Regions from separate parts of the Capra hircus genome. Here region 2 is linked to region 1. Evidence: chromatin contacts called from public Hi-C data. All regions are on one chromosome and are shown on one strand. Each heading gives the region's core, a stretch centred on a gene start, on an enhancer-like site or on the middle of the called end of the contact. The rest is flanking DNA. Distances are from core to core; before and after follow the strand shown.

Evidence for each region. Hi-C and Micro-C count contacts between places; a contact is called where the count stands out from the background.
Region 2: a contact with region 1 is called in a Hi-C map of blood, with 6 times the contacts expected there. The contact joins the enhancer-like site here to the promoter of RRS1 in region 1. A contact is called at or near these places in 2 of 5 Hi-C or Micro-C datasets (both in blood).

The regions. Positions count from the first base shown.
Region 1 is chr14:51,422,646-51,429,895 of ARS1.2, reverse strand. RRS1 (ribosome biogenesis regulatory protein homolog) reads left to right here and starts at 4,292. Exons shown (of 1, transcript XM_018058453.1): 1 at 4,292-6,144. The coding sequence starts at 4,392. The coding sequence ends at 5,489.
Region 2 is chr14:51,969,303-51,976,552 of ARS1.2, reverse strand. All of the region lies in intron 3 of PDE7A (high affinity cAMP-specific 3',5'-cyclic phosphodiesterase 7A), which reads right to left. Among named protein-coding and RNA genes, the nearest start is that of PDE7A, 75 kb to the right of the region's middle. Within about 2 kb of position 2,497, at least 3 of the 5 cell types and tissues checked have an H3K27ac peak or open chromatin away from gene starts, as enhancers often do.

The DNA.
Region 1 (7,250 bases), core at 3,043-5,542:
AGAGCACAGAGGCAGGAAACTGCTAGGATCTCCTCCTGCTGGTCTCTGGGTACTAGTCAAGTCCTGGCAGGAAACAGGTCGCAGTTGGGCCGGGAAATTTCAGATTAACAAAGGGAATATTACAACAATGTGGACATGGCTTAAGGAAATTCACAAAGAATAGGACCACAATGGTAAAAGCCTTAACCACTCCTAAGCCTGCAAAGCAATTAGAGGAGCTGGGAGAGGTGCCTGCATGTGGACAGATGCCTGATTGGAGCTATGGCCTTTCAGTTAGTAATCAGCCGACCCACACCAGTCTGCAGAGGGCTAGGGACAAGCAGGGTAGTGTGGCTGAGCGGTCTAAGGTACTGGGTTAAGGCTCCAGTCTCTTTGGGGGCGTGGGTTCAAATTCCATTGCTGCCAGCTTGTCTGGGAAATTCCATGGACAGAGGAGCCTGTCAGGCTACATAGTCCACAGGGTCTCAAAGATTCGGACAGGACTGAGCATGCAAGGGAGAAACACGCCTTCATCCTTCTCTCTTCACTTCTGATCTGTCACTGCCCCCTGCTGGTTATGTGCGAAAGCCAGAGCAGAGAGCAAAGTGGAGAAAGTATCTGGAGAAATAGAAGAGTTCCAGTCTAGGGTAAGGTCGTGAGGATGAGAAAGGAATAACACAGAGACAAAGTTTAATAGGCTGACTGGATTCATTTATTTATTTCTTTTTATTTTTTGGCTGTGGTGGGTCCTCATTGCTGTGCTTAGGCTTCTCCCACTGCAGAGAGTGAGGGCTGCTCTTCTTGCCAGTCCTCAAGTTTCTCATTCGAGTGGCTTCTCTTGTTGCAGAGCACGGGTTCCAGTTGCAGCTCACAGGCTCTAGAGCTTGGGCCCAGCAGCTGTGGCACACGGGCTTAGTTCCTCTGCCGCATGTGGGATCTTCCCTGACCAAGGATCGAATCTGTGTCCCTTGCATTGCAAGACAGATTCTTGACCACTGGACCACCAGGGAAGCCCAACAGACTGGCTGAATTTAGAGACGGGAAGAGAAAGGCCAAGGATGATATCATAGTTTCAAGCCTTACTAGACTAGAATAGATGATTACATTACTGAGCCTGGTTTTACTCATTGTTGCATTTGCAAAGCCCAGAACAGTGTTTTGGCCATAAAAAACCTTCTATAAACATTTGTTGGAGGGGGAAAAAAAGGTAGTTGGATGGATGATGGAAGCACATTTTCAGGAAGATGATGGGTTATGTAGTCTTAGACATACTGAATTTAGAGTATGGTGGAAGGGCCCAGCAGGTGATCAGAGATTAGAATCTAGAGCTCTGAGAAGGAAAGAGGAAAAGATGTGCCTCTAAGAATCATCTGCACAGATTTCGGAGAATGGCATTGAAACTCGTATACTATCATGTAAGAAAAAAAAAAAAAAGAATCATCTGCACAGCAGTAGCGGCTGACACAATGAGAGTGGATGAAATGGCACTGAGAGTAGGTATACAGAGAAAAGAAGAGGGGTCTGATGACCGAACTTGGGATCTAGCTGCATTACGGGACAAAGAAGCAAAGACAAAGCGGAAAACCAGTAAGAGGAAAAGACAGTATGTACAACCCTTCACCATACTATTATAGCATAGTCACGTGTATCTGCACATCCCTGGCAGGTGCTCTCTTTCTCAACACTGCGTAGTCTTGCCCAGTGTAAACATGATCCAAATGCAAGCTGCCTCAATAAGATTAATATTTCTTAAAGCTCCAAATCCTGGTCTTACTAGTTTTGCTTACCTTGACTAGAACAGCCAACATTAATCCTTTTTTAATTTAGAAACTAGGCTTATTCTTTCACCTGTTATGTATCCAGTGCTAGGCTCAGCAAAGTGAAAGTAAAAATCAGTTTCCATTCATCAAGGAAATTAAAATTCACTTGGATTATAAAGAAACATAAAACAATTCAAGTTCAATGAAGAGTTGACCTATATGATTCAAACCAAATAGCATTTCATCCAGTGAGAATTCATACCATTCAACGTCTATCTACACCTGCTCTTTTTTTCCCTAACTCAAAAGACTGACAAAAGAGCTCAATTCTACATAGCTGTACTTCTTGTTAAAGGCTTAATCATGCCATATTGTAAATTTCTCTTAACCTTTCTTTCTTCTCCACTGTTCCATAAAGTCTCAGTAATCTTTGCATCTAGTGCCTCAAACATGGTAGTCATTCAAATGTTTGTTAAATGAATGAATCTAAGCCAAACCCAGAATAGTTATATCAGTGTCCTCAACACTCTCCTATGGCAAACCCCAAGAGCTTTAAGGTCCAAGGAGGTTGCCTAATAAGACCTATGACCTGGCCTCAGCCCCATGGGATGATTGGTATTAAGGTGTTGAGTGTTAAGGCAAACACTCAGAAAATCCCCAGCAAATCCTAAAATGCTTTTTAAAAAGAGGAAGAAAGAATATTAGAGTCAAATTCCTGAGGCATAAATTGCAGTCAAGAAATGTTTGCTGAGTGAATGAACAGAGCAGAGCTGAGAAAAGTCAATCAGCTCAAGAAGAGCCCAAACTTAGGGAGCAAGTGTGACAGGTGTGTGTCTAAAGCCCTCTTTAGCAGACACTCAAGTGAATCTATCTCCTAATTGCTATAATGTCCATTTCTATGGGTTAATTCTTCAGCTAACCCCTTCTTCACTACTCCCAGTGAAGTGAAAGTCACTCAGTCATGTCCAACTCTTTGCAACTCCATGGACTATACAGTCTGTGGAATTCTTTAGGCAAGAATACTGGAGTGGGTTGCCATTCCCCTCTCCAGGGGATCTTGCCAACCCAGGGATTGAACTAGGGTCTGGGTTCACACAACAGGCAGCTTCTTTACCATCTGAGCCTCCGGGGAAGCCATGAAAGTCAAAATGTTAGCTGCTCAGTTGAATCCAATTCTTTGAGACCCCATGGACTGTAGCCTGCTGGGCTTCTCTGTTCATAGAATTCTGGAGATCACTGAGCAACTAACCCCTTTCATTTCCATTAATCATAAAGATATTTTGTTAAAATAAAAGTTCTGAGTCATAACATCTGGGCTAAGGCCAGAGATTCTGCATTTCTAATAAGCTCCCAGATGCTGCTGTACTGCTGGTCAACAGACCACACTTTTTTGAGTATCAAGAGTCTGGAAGACATTGCAGAGAATATGTATGTAGTTTTAGAGCCAGAGTTTAGATTTCTCCTGCTCCCATACTTCCTGGCTGTATAACCTTAGACAAGTGATTTTACTTCTCTGAGCCTGCTTCTGTCACCAGTGGAATATAGTGAATAACAATAGCCAACACTTATTGAATGCTTACAGTGTACCAGGAACTAATGATTCATATTCATCAACTTATGAATAGGACTTAAGTTAAACAACCTGACCAATGTGGGTACAAGAAACCCAGATCTTATTCTAGGTAGCTTGATTCAAGAACCTGGTGTTTAATCACTGTATAAGACTGCCTTTTCAGCAGAGTTCCCAGAGCCATGATGAGAATTAAACAATAACTGGTATTTAGCTCACATTTATTGAGCACTCATATGCTCAAGACTCCAGTGTAAGCTCCCTTGGGAGCATATTAACTCATTTATCTTCACGGCAGACCTGGGAGGTAATATTTGCAATCCCATCTTACAGGTTTAAGAATAGGCACAAACAAGTTACACAGCCGAAGGTCAAACACCAGAGCGGTCAAGGTCGGAATCCAGGCGGTCTAACAGCTGAGCCCCGCGCTCTTCTGCCATCAGCCAGGAGAGGAGGTGGCCCCGGGCTCCGGAGACCAGACTTGAAGTCGCCAGGATGGGGGCACAGCCGCGCCCCTTCAGGGCGGTCTAACCGCCAGACCCGCTCGCTCCCAAAGAAAACCAAGTCTCCGTCTCCACTTAGCTTTCTGTACATCCCCGGGTGAAGTGCCCACACCCGGGGGCACACCATGAACAGGTGTCAGGGCTCTGGTGAAAATGACTGGCTAAACATCTTGAGAACTGACTTTTACACACACTAAAACTAACAGTCGCTCCGAGGAGCCCTTAGTCCGGGGCCCCCAAACTTGCCCAGCTCGCACAGGACCACTCCCTCCCGCTGCTGCATCCTGGGAGCCAAGGTCCCAATCAGGCCTCGGAATTCGTAGATTCGGCTCCGCCTACCTCCGGGCTCCACCCCAAAGGCCGCCTCTAATCTCATCTGCTCTCTAACACTGCCCTCTGCCGGCCGTTCCTCGGGTAGCCCGCTCCTTGAGCCCCTTCCGGGTGCCCCGGAAGCGGAACTTTCTCTTCCGGGTCGAGCGTCCGGGAAGTCGCACGTGTCTGTGGTGCCGCGGCTTTAACCATTGTAGGAGGAGACGTTACTGGAACTGTCTCCCAGAGGTAGCGAGCCGAACCGGAGCCATGGAGGGCCAGAGCGTGGAGGAGCTGCTGGCAAAGGCGGAGCGGGACGAGGCAGAGAAGCTACAGCGCATCACGGTGCAGAAGGAATTGGAGCTGGAGTTCGACCTGGGTAATTTGCTGGCCTCTGACCGGAACCCCCCGACCCGGCTGCGGCACGCGGGACCCACACAGGAGGCCGAGCTGAGGGCCCTGGCGCGGGGCAACACGCAGCTGCTCATCAACCAGCTGTGGCAGCTGCCTACCGAGCGCGTGGAGGAGGCGCTGGTGGCACGGCTGCCGGAACCCAGCACTCGTCTGCCGCGCGAGAAGCCGGTGCCCAGGCCGCGGCCGCTTACTCGCTGGCAGCAGTTTGCGCGCCTCAAGGGTATCCGTCCCAAAAAGAAAACCAATCTGGTGTGGGACGAGGTGAGCGGCCAGTGGCGCCGCCGCTGGGGCTACCAGCGCGCCCGCGACGACACCAAGGAGTGGCTGATCGAGGTGCCGGGCAATGCCGACCCCATGGAGGACCAGTTCGCCAAGCGGATTCAGGCTAAGAAGGAACGGGTGGCCAAGAACGAACTGAACCGGCTGCGTAACCTGGCCCGCGCGCACAAGATGCAGCTGCCCAGCGCGGCCGGCATGCACCCTACTGGACACCAGAGTAAGGAGGAGCTGGGCCGCGCCATGCAGGTGGCCAAGGTCTCCACTGCCTCTGTGGGGCGCTTCCAGGAGCGCCTGCCCAAGGAGAAGGCTCCCAGGGGCTCTGGCAAGAAGAGGAAGTTTCAGCCTCTTTTCGGGGACTTTGCGGCCGAGAGAAAGAGCCAGTTGGAGATGCTGCGAGTGATGAACAGCAAAAAGCCTCAGTTGGACATTACGAGGGCCACCAATAAGCAGATGAGAGAGGAGGACCAGGAGGAGGCGGCTAAGCGGAGGAAAATGAGTCAGAAGGGCAAGAGAAAGGGGGGCCGACAGGGTCCCGGGGGTAAGAGGAAAGGGGGCCCGCCCAGCCAAGGAGGGAAGAGGAAAGGGGGTTTGGGAGGCAAGATGAATTCCGGACCTCCCGGCCTGAGTGGCAAGAGAAAAGGGGGGCAACACCAAGGAGGAAAGAGGAGGAAGTAAATTTCATCCTTGGACCTTCTCGTAAACCAAGAACTGTATCTAAGTTCTAGATACAGTACCCAAATGCACAAGATTTGGCCACTGCCTTCATTGAGCTTGAGGTTAAAGGCCCAGGTTTACCCTCCTCTGAAGATGATATGTAAATGTTGGACTGGACAAATTAATATATTTCCCACAACCAAAACTCTGGCTGGAGATTAAAGGTTGTATTTAAGAACATCTGAATTAGGGAAAGAATCTGTGAAAACTAGGAATGAGTTTTACTTTTAAGCAGCCTTTTTTTTTTTTCTTTCTTTAAACTTTGGATGGGGTTTAAGGGAGAGACTTAATAGCTGGTTTCTGCATTATTTTGATGACAAGTTTGTGTATTTATCAAAGCATGTGGGAACAGAAAGGTTACATTTTAAGTAAAACCAATGACCTGGATACCTGGGTACAGATTATTTTCATTTACTTTCTAGAAAACATAGCAGTTAAATTATGATTTCAGCAAGACCACTTTTATTAGAAAAACTCATCCTGCTTTCGGTGTCAGATATAATACTGAAAGTGTGTCTCTTTCAAAAACAAAATTTGATGCTTTTCAACACTGAAAACATTAATTTACTGTAAATGATAAATTTGGGCTTCACTAAATAATGGTAATAATCCTCAATCTCAGTTTTTTTTTTTTTAATGTTTATTTATTTGGCTGTGCTGGGTCTTAGTTGCAGTATGTGGGATCTAGTTCCCAGACTAGGGATTGAACCCAGGTCCCCTGTATTGGGAGTGTGGAATCCTGGCCACTGGACCACCAGGGAAGTCCTAATCCTAATTTTATACTTAAATCTTTATCAGTATTTATATCCCAGATTTTTTTTTTTAAGCTTCAAGTGGGATCTGTTTGGGGAAGAGAGAAAGAAACCTACAAAATCCTTACTTGCAATATTACTACTATCTTTTGATTCATTTGTCAAATTGACCTGCTGCTGCTGCTAAGTCACTTCAGTCGTGTCCGACTCTGTGCGACCCCATAGACGCAGCCCACTAGGCTTCCCGGTCCCTGGGATTCTCCAGGCAAGAACACTGGAGTGGGTTGCCATTTCCTTCTCCAATGCATGAAAGTGAAAGTGAAGTCGCTCAGTCGTGTGCGACTGTTAGCAACCCCATGGACTGCAGCCCACCAGGCTCCTCCCTCCATGGGATTTTCCAGGCAAGAGTACTGGAGTAGGGTGCCATTGCCTTGAGCTGATCTAATTAGCAGGTGAAACATTTACAGTTATCCTGGATGTCTCCCTAACAGATTTCAGTAACTAATCTTTGTAAAACTAAATACCTCCTGAAAAGGATTCACAGTATACAGATCTAGAATGGGGGGCTTTTCTGCTGTTGTTATAGCTCTGGGGAGCCACACTACTCTTGCTTTTTGGTCAGACACCTGATAGGAAATTGAGAGTTTGTCTCATTTTTCCATTGTTGTCCAATTTTTATATGTTACTTCTAGAAATTGCTATGAAGACGAGATTAATTCCGATTTCATAATAGGTTACTAAAAACACAGATGTTCAACTTACTCTCATACCTTCTGACAAAGTTGAGCTGTGCCATCACTGATCATCGTTTCCACTGGGGCCTGGAGCACTTGGTGCTGTAAACCCTCCCTTCTCATGTAACCATGGCAAGTTTTAACAGTTGATTAAAAAAAGAAAACATAATGGTATCCTGAACAGCTTCTTCCAAACCAAACCGTTTATAGAGCATTTAACACCTTTTAAATTCTTC
Region 2 (7,250 bases), core at 1,248-3,747, 550 kb before region 1:
TCTCTTTATGTTCTATAGTTTTTCACCGAGAACTGGACATGGTGCGAATTATACTTGGGGAACTGGAAATCTAATCTCTCACTCTTCCAGGACTGTTTATTTTTACTTGTTGTGGGCTGAAGCCAACTGTTTTGTGATTTTTCCAAACTGGCCTTTGCATATCTATTTGACTTTGTTTACTCCTTGTTGTGTGTGGTCACTGAAGCTCCTATTACAGTATCGCTGAAGTCAGTTGGTGACCCAACACAGATTTCCTTAAATGTCTGGTTCCAAAGGCCAGGGGGTGGGAGCAGTACCGATTCCTTAACTCTCCTGGTAGATGCTGCTGGCCGAAGCCTCTGCAGCTGAAAAGGGGTGAACCCCAGGCAAACATCAGTGCCCATGCCTCGGAATCTGCCAGACTGACTTAAAGGCCCAACTCCAAATTTCTGGAGGATTAGATCCCCACTGCCCACCCTGGCTTCACCAAGCCATGACCGGAACAGCATTCCCATAGGCGGAGGGGCCGAGGGGTGAGTGACGATCACGGATCTGTGGCCCAACACACTGCCCAACCGCTGAAGAGCAGTGTCCAGCCAGCGCCTGGAGTCCTGAAATAGTGAATTCTGCCCATCCCCCGCTTTAAAGTGGTTGTTTTGATGGAGAGATCAACCCCTGGAGCTTCCTACCCTGTTATTTTGAGGCACACCGTCACTTTCTTTTAAAAGGTATGTTTTTCCTGGTCCCTTCTGGGAGGAGCTACCCTAAGCCTTCTCCTCTCCTCAACCTGGTTTGGAGAATGGGGACAAGCTGCACGGGAAGGCTTAGCGGCCCAGAAACAACAGCTATCAATAGTCTGGCCCTCAGCATAGTTCTCAATAAACTCTTTCCTATACACACGTACACATCAAGTTTCTCTTTCATCCCACATAGCTCACAGTCTCTTTACCTTACAAATTCATGAATATCTATTCAAGTCAGTGAATGGAACTTACATGTGCCATTTTTACTAGCCAAATATAAAGTATGGAAGTCATCATCATTTACTAAATCTTTTCGCTGTTCCTAACTTTCACATTTCTTACCAGCAATTCTGTAATAACCATTCTTGTGACTAAATCTTGGCACCCACCCTGATTCCCTTAGAACAAACCCTCAGAAGGAGAATAAGCACACAGGAGCACAGTTCAGTGGAGAACAGGTTTTCTAAAAGAAAATGACAAGAGACATTTCCAGAACTGTCCTAGGATAGCTTCCAAAGGATGATGGAATAAAAGGGAATCAGTAACTGTAAATCAAGGATGAAGCATGATGAGATCATTTTAAGGTGGAAAATTTTTGTTTCTTCAGGTTTGCTTCGCCCACCCTATCCTTCCTCCACACACAGATACACACTGATTCCCTATAATAAGTAAGAATAAAGTTTCTATATTGAAACAGGCAAGTAGAGGCCACTATGGAGAAGATACCAAGTTGAATGAGCAGCATCATTTAGGAATGGAAAAATAGAGGACACATGGGGAACTGCGGACAAGAAAGAGTGATCAGGGATTTCCCTGGTGGTCCAGTGATTAAGACTGCACGCTCCCAATGCAGGGGTCACGGGTTCAATCCCTGGCCAGGGAACTAAGATCCTGCATGCCACATGTGCGGCGTGGGCAAAAACAAATGCAGAAGAAAAACTATATATACATTATTATATATATTATACGTGTATATATATATATATTATACGTGTATATATATATATATTTTAAAGAAGGGTGATCATGAGAACTTAACTAGTACTTCCATTCAGACAATTACTAAAAAAGCTCACCCCACACACACCACATTACATAAAATCTGACCCTATTGCCAATATTCTCATGAACTTATTTTGTGACATGAGACATGCTATTATTTATTTCACAGCATAACAGACAACAGATTAAAGGTGTCTTTGTTAAAGCCCAGCTTCCACCAGGCTAGGACTATTTAAGTCCTAGGCTTGTTCTAGTTTACATGGTTACCTACATTCCAGTCCAGCTTAGAAAGCCGACAGGGCTCAGTGACTTAATCAAGTTACTATTAAGAACTCTTGGCGCTGCTGGTTCTCTTTTAAAATATCACATTACCTCACTGTGTGACCACAAACAAACTAATCAACCTTCACCCAAACTAAATGAGCCTTGTTACTTAATGATCATGGGAGTTACTTCCAGTCACCCACCCTTGGCTTCTCGGAGCCAGCAATGAAACATGGGATAGCAGTAAATTTAGAAGCCGTGTTTTTCTCTTGCTTTTCTCCTTCAGACTAGAAAGTGGACTGAAAAAAGAAATCTAGGCAATAGGTTAGCGAAACAGACAGGCTGGAAATCGACATACCTTGAGCAGTATCATGCCCAGGACTCCCAGACCCTCTTCTCTGTCAAACAAACGGCACAGCAGAGCCATCACCGGCAGTTAGTTATTAGACGAAAGAGATTTTTCACAGAAAAAGCATTTGGATTTTGAGACTTTATCACTACCTGCTTTAATCGTCCACAAGAGGGCGCCCTGCGGTCACTATTATCTGCTACCTTAACACCATGACAATCATTTAGATGCATGTTAGCATGAGTTCCCCTTGGAGATTTTTAAAAAAATAATTTTTTTTTTTTTTTAAATTCAGTGCTGCAAGGTTTTAACTCTAGACTAAAGCAAGGTCATACTGAATGATAAATGAGTAAAAAAAAATAAGACATTCTATGTTCTAATCTCTCTTTAATTTTCCTTAAAAAAGAATAGGAGCCATATCAGGAAGCCTACTGCTCAATACTGAATAAATACATTTAGTTACATCTAAATTCAAGTTTTCTTGGAAGAATTTTTACATGCAGCATGCATGGATAAAGGGGGAAAGCAGAGGTGCTGACAGCGATGGTCTTTAAGGAGTACCCTATACTGCTACTGAGCGGCAGTGCAGCAAGGCGAATAAACACACGAGCTCTGGAGTCATACACCTGGGTTTGAATCCCAAGGCTGCCGCTTCTACTAGTTTTGTGACATCAGGAATGTCATGTAAGTTACCGAACTGAGTTTAATTACAAATGATGGAAGAGCCATCTTTGCAAGTCGAACAAATACTGGTTAAAAGAAGAGAAACTATATTTGTAATTTCAAATGTAATTTCAAATTTCCTATTTCCCTGTAAATAGGAAAGTAACGACCAGGCAGTACAGTATGAAAGAGTAAGATAAACAATATAGCAACAACAAAGTCCTTGTTTAGTCATTAAGTCGTGTCTGACTCTTTGGAACTCCATGGACTGCAGCAAAGCCAGGCTTCCTTGTCATAGCTGAGGGAAACGCCATGCGACAACTTCCATTCTTAAAGGAAGAAGCGGTAAAAAGGGTATGAGTTTGCGTGGGAGTTACTGTATACTTAAGACTTAGATAATCCAAGACAATAAAATCAGTATGACATAAGCTTTTAAGCTCAAAATAAACACAGAAACAGATGTTCTTTCTGTTCATATCACTAAGTATCAAAAAAGTACCTAAGTCTAACAGGGCCCTGTTAGGAAGATAAAAAACAACCCAAGTGCACATGAGGCTCTAAGGCAAAATTTAAGGAGAGTTTTGTCTGTTGTCACTGTAGGTCATCATGATAAAGACAACATGGGACATCTGATTCGACGTAAGGGCACTGGCCCGCCTGAATTAGGTTTACGGCTAATACAGATCATACTTAGAGAAATCAAGTGGGACCTTATAAAGTCTAACTGGGAGAAGATATCCAGTTTAGTCAACTTGATGCAACAATAATATATTCAATCTTTATAATGAAGCGTAAAGAAGACTGAGCACCAAAGAACTGATGCTTTCAAACTGTGGTGCTGGAGAAGACTCTTGAGAGTCCCTTGGACTGCAAGGACATCAAACCAGTCAATCCTAAAGGAAATCAACCCTCAATGTTCACTGGAAGGACTGATGCTGAAGCTGGAGCTCTAATACTTTGGCCACCTGATGCAAAGAGCCGACTCATTGGGAAAGACCCTGATGCTGGGAAAGACTGAGGGCGGAAGGAGAAGGGGATGACAGAGGATGAGATGGCTGGATGGCATCATTGACTCAGTGGACATGAGTTTGAGCAAACTCTGTGAGAAAAACGAAGGGAAGCCTGGTATGTTGCAGTCCGTGAGGTCGCAGAGTTGGACATGACTGAAAAACCAAAATGAGGCATAGGCTGCCAAAAACCAGAAACAAAAAGATGAGTAAGGCTAAAAGCCTTTGAGGCTAAGATGTAGATACCTTGAAAGGTTCCCTTGGTATCGGGTGGAATAAAGTGCAAAGTGAACATAAAGGCTCAAGATAATGGGCAAAACACATTTACATAGAATGGAACATTACCATGTGTCAGGAGTTAAAAGAAAACAGAAAACTGCATTCCTGCGGACGTGAAAGAAACAGACTGCTTATATTACATCTTGCCCAATGTTGGCAGAGACACCAGGGCTTCCAGTCTGGATGACGTCAATGAGCTTTGGTGAATTCCATGAAAAGAGGGAACTGTCAAGCTGATAGCCTCGGTTACTATTTAATAATCATGTCAGAATCTTTCAAAGGAAGATCTTACATTTTCTAAGCGTACATGTGGAGCAGAATTATAGTAATTCTTTTATGTTTAAAGAGATTAGAATTTGTTACTACAGAAGCTAAAGAGAATGTGTAACTAAAAGAATAATTTATTAAATGTAGGGACATTAAATTTAGAGCAAACATAAATTTTGAAAAAATTCAATATGGAATCCATTAAGTCCAACAGTTAGAACTGGACATGGAACAACAGACTGGTTCCAAATAGGAAAAGGAGTACGTCAAGGCTGTATACTGTCACCCTGCTTATTTAACTTATACGCAGAGTACATCATGAGAAACGCTGGGCTGGAAGAGCACAAGCTGGAATCAACATTGCCAGGAGAAATATCAATAATCTCAGATATGCAGATGACACCACCCTTATGGCAGCAAGTGAAGAGGAACTAAAAAGCCTCTTGATGAAAGTGAAAGAGGAGAGTGAGAAAGTTGGCTTAAAGCTCAACATTGAGAAAACGAAGATCATGGCATCTGGTCCCATCACTTCATGGCAAATAGATGGGGAAACAGTGGAAACCGTGTCAGACTTTATTTTATGGGGCTCCAAAATCACTGCAGATGGTGACTGCAGCCATGAAATTAAAAGATGCTTACTCCTTGGAAGGAAAGTTATGACCAACCTAGATAGCATGTTGAAAAGCAGAGACATTACTTTGCCAACAAAGGTCCGTCTAGTCAAGGCTATGGTTTTTCCAGTGGTCATGTATGGATGTGAGAGTTGGACTGTGAAGAAAGCTGAGTGCCAAAGAACTGATGCTTCTGAACTGTGGTGTTGGAGAAAACTCTTGAGAGTCCTTTGGACTGCAAGGAGGTCCAACCAGTCCATCCTAAAGGAAATCAGTCCTGGGTGTTCACTGGAAGGACTGATGCTAAAGCTGAAAGAAACTCCAATACTTTGGCCACCTCATGCGAAGAGTTGACTCATTGGAAAAGACCCTGATGCTGGGAGGGATTGGGGGTAGGAGGAGAAGGGGACGACAGAGGATGAGATGGCTGGATGGCATCATCGACTCAATGGACCTGAGTTTGAGTAGACTCCGGGAGCTGGTGATGGACAGGGAGGCCTGGCGTGCTGTGATGCATGGGGTCGCAAAGAGTTGGACACGACTGAGTGACTGAACTGAAGTCCAACTAATTTAGGAGTCCAAAATATTATAATTCAAGAGACCAGGTGTATGGTCAATTGGACACAGAAAAGTATTTGTAAGAATATTTGGGGCTCTTAATCCAGCCTACAGAAAGCTGGTCACTAAAGCCAACTTACTCAAAAGAAGGAAGCTGACAGGAGGAAGGCTCCTTGAAAGCCTCGTGAGGTGATGTGATGCTCAGAAGCAAAGAAGCTGCATTAGGGAGACCCAACTTGGGGGCCCTTTTCAGTTTACACCACTCAGCCACCAGCCTAACAACTTTGCCACTCTCTTGCTCTTTCTAATCAATCAATTTCTCTCTCCTCAGCCTTATTTTCTCCCCCCATTACTTTTTCCTCCCAATTTTTCTTAATGTACATATTGCTCATTATTATCAGGTGCTTCAAAACCATCAGTCTTCACAACATAAGGTAAGGAGACTACGCAGCTGAAAAATTAGTTGCACAAGGGACATCAAGAATCAGTTTATAAAAGCCAGAGGACCTGAAATCTGGACCTAAGTGGAAGTAATTCCTAGACAGAGCAGGTCTGAAGGTTGGGGATCTTGTAAGAATGGGATGAATGTTGAAGTTTTTCAGTAGCTGTCAAAGAAGTGTCAATGCTAACACTCAAGTTGAAATATTTGCCAAAAACTAATCAATTGTCTCTTGAGAAAGTGCACCAAGCCTTTAAAAAAAAGGTGTATATTATAAAATGATCACACGATAAGAGTCAACTGCTTTATCTGCTAATAATCCTACAGATTTCAACATCATTACACGATTCCATGTATAGCTTTGGGGGACAGACAAAGGACAAAGAGGTTAAGTAAGAAGCACCAATGTTAGCTCTTTGCTATCTAAACAAGTAATTAGTGATTAGCATAGTGTGAATACTCAAGGGTTGTTATGACACTTTTAAACAGCATCACCAGAAACTGCTCTCAATCAGTAAGCAATCTTACATCTCTTTTTGGGCTAAATAAAAATTTCTGACTAATGTGAGCATCTGAAAATTTCAGCAGTATCTTTAATAAGTTAAGATCTTCCAAATTTCTTAATAAACACAACCCATCATATAATTCCCACTGATATGTAAGTTCTGTCTAAACTGTAAAAACTGTCTAAACTTTCCTTATAGCTCAGTTGGTAAAGAATCTGCCTGTAATGCAGGAGGCCTGGGTTTGATTCCTGGGTCAGGAAGATCCCCTACAGAAGGAGATGGTAACCCATTCTAGTATTCTTGCCATGGATGGAGGAGCCTGGCGGGCTACAGTCCATAGGGTCTCAAGAGTCAGACATGACTTGGCGACTAAATCACCAACACCCAGAGAAGAAAATATTAGTACACAACAGTACCCCAAGGAATGTTTCTGAGCATCCTAAAATAATATCAACAATGACTTCCTTACATGAAAAATCCCATTCTCAAACCATGCAAATATGTGTGATATACATTATCTTTTGCACTATAAGGTAAGTAATAAGAACACAAACAGAGGTAAAAGAAGGCTTCATAAAATTTC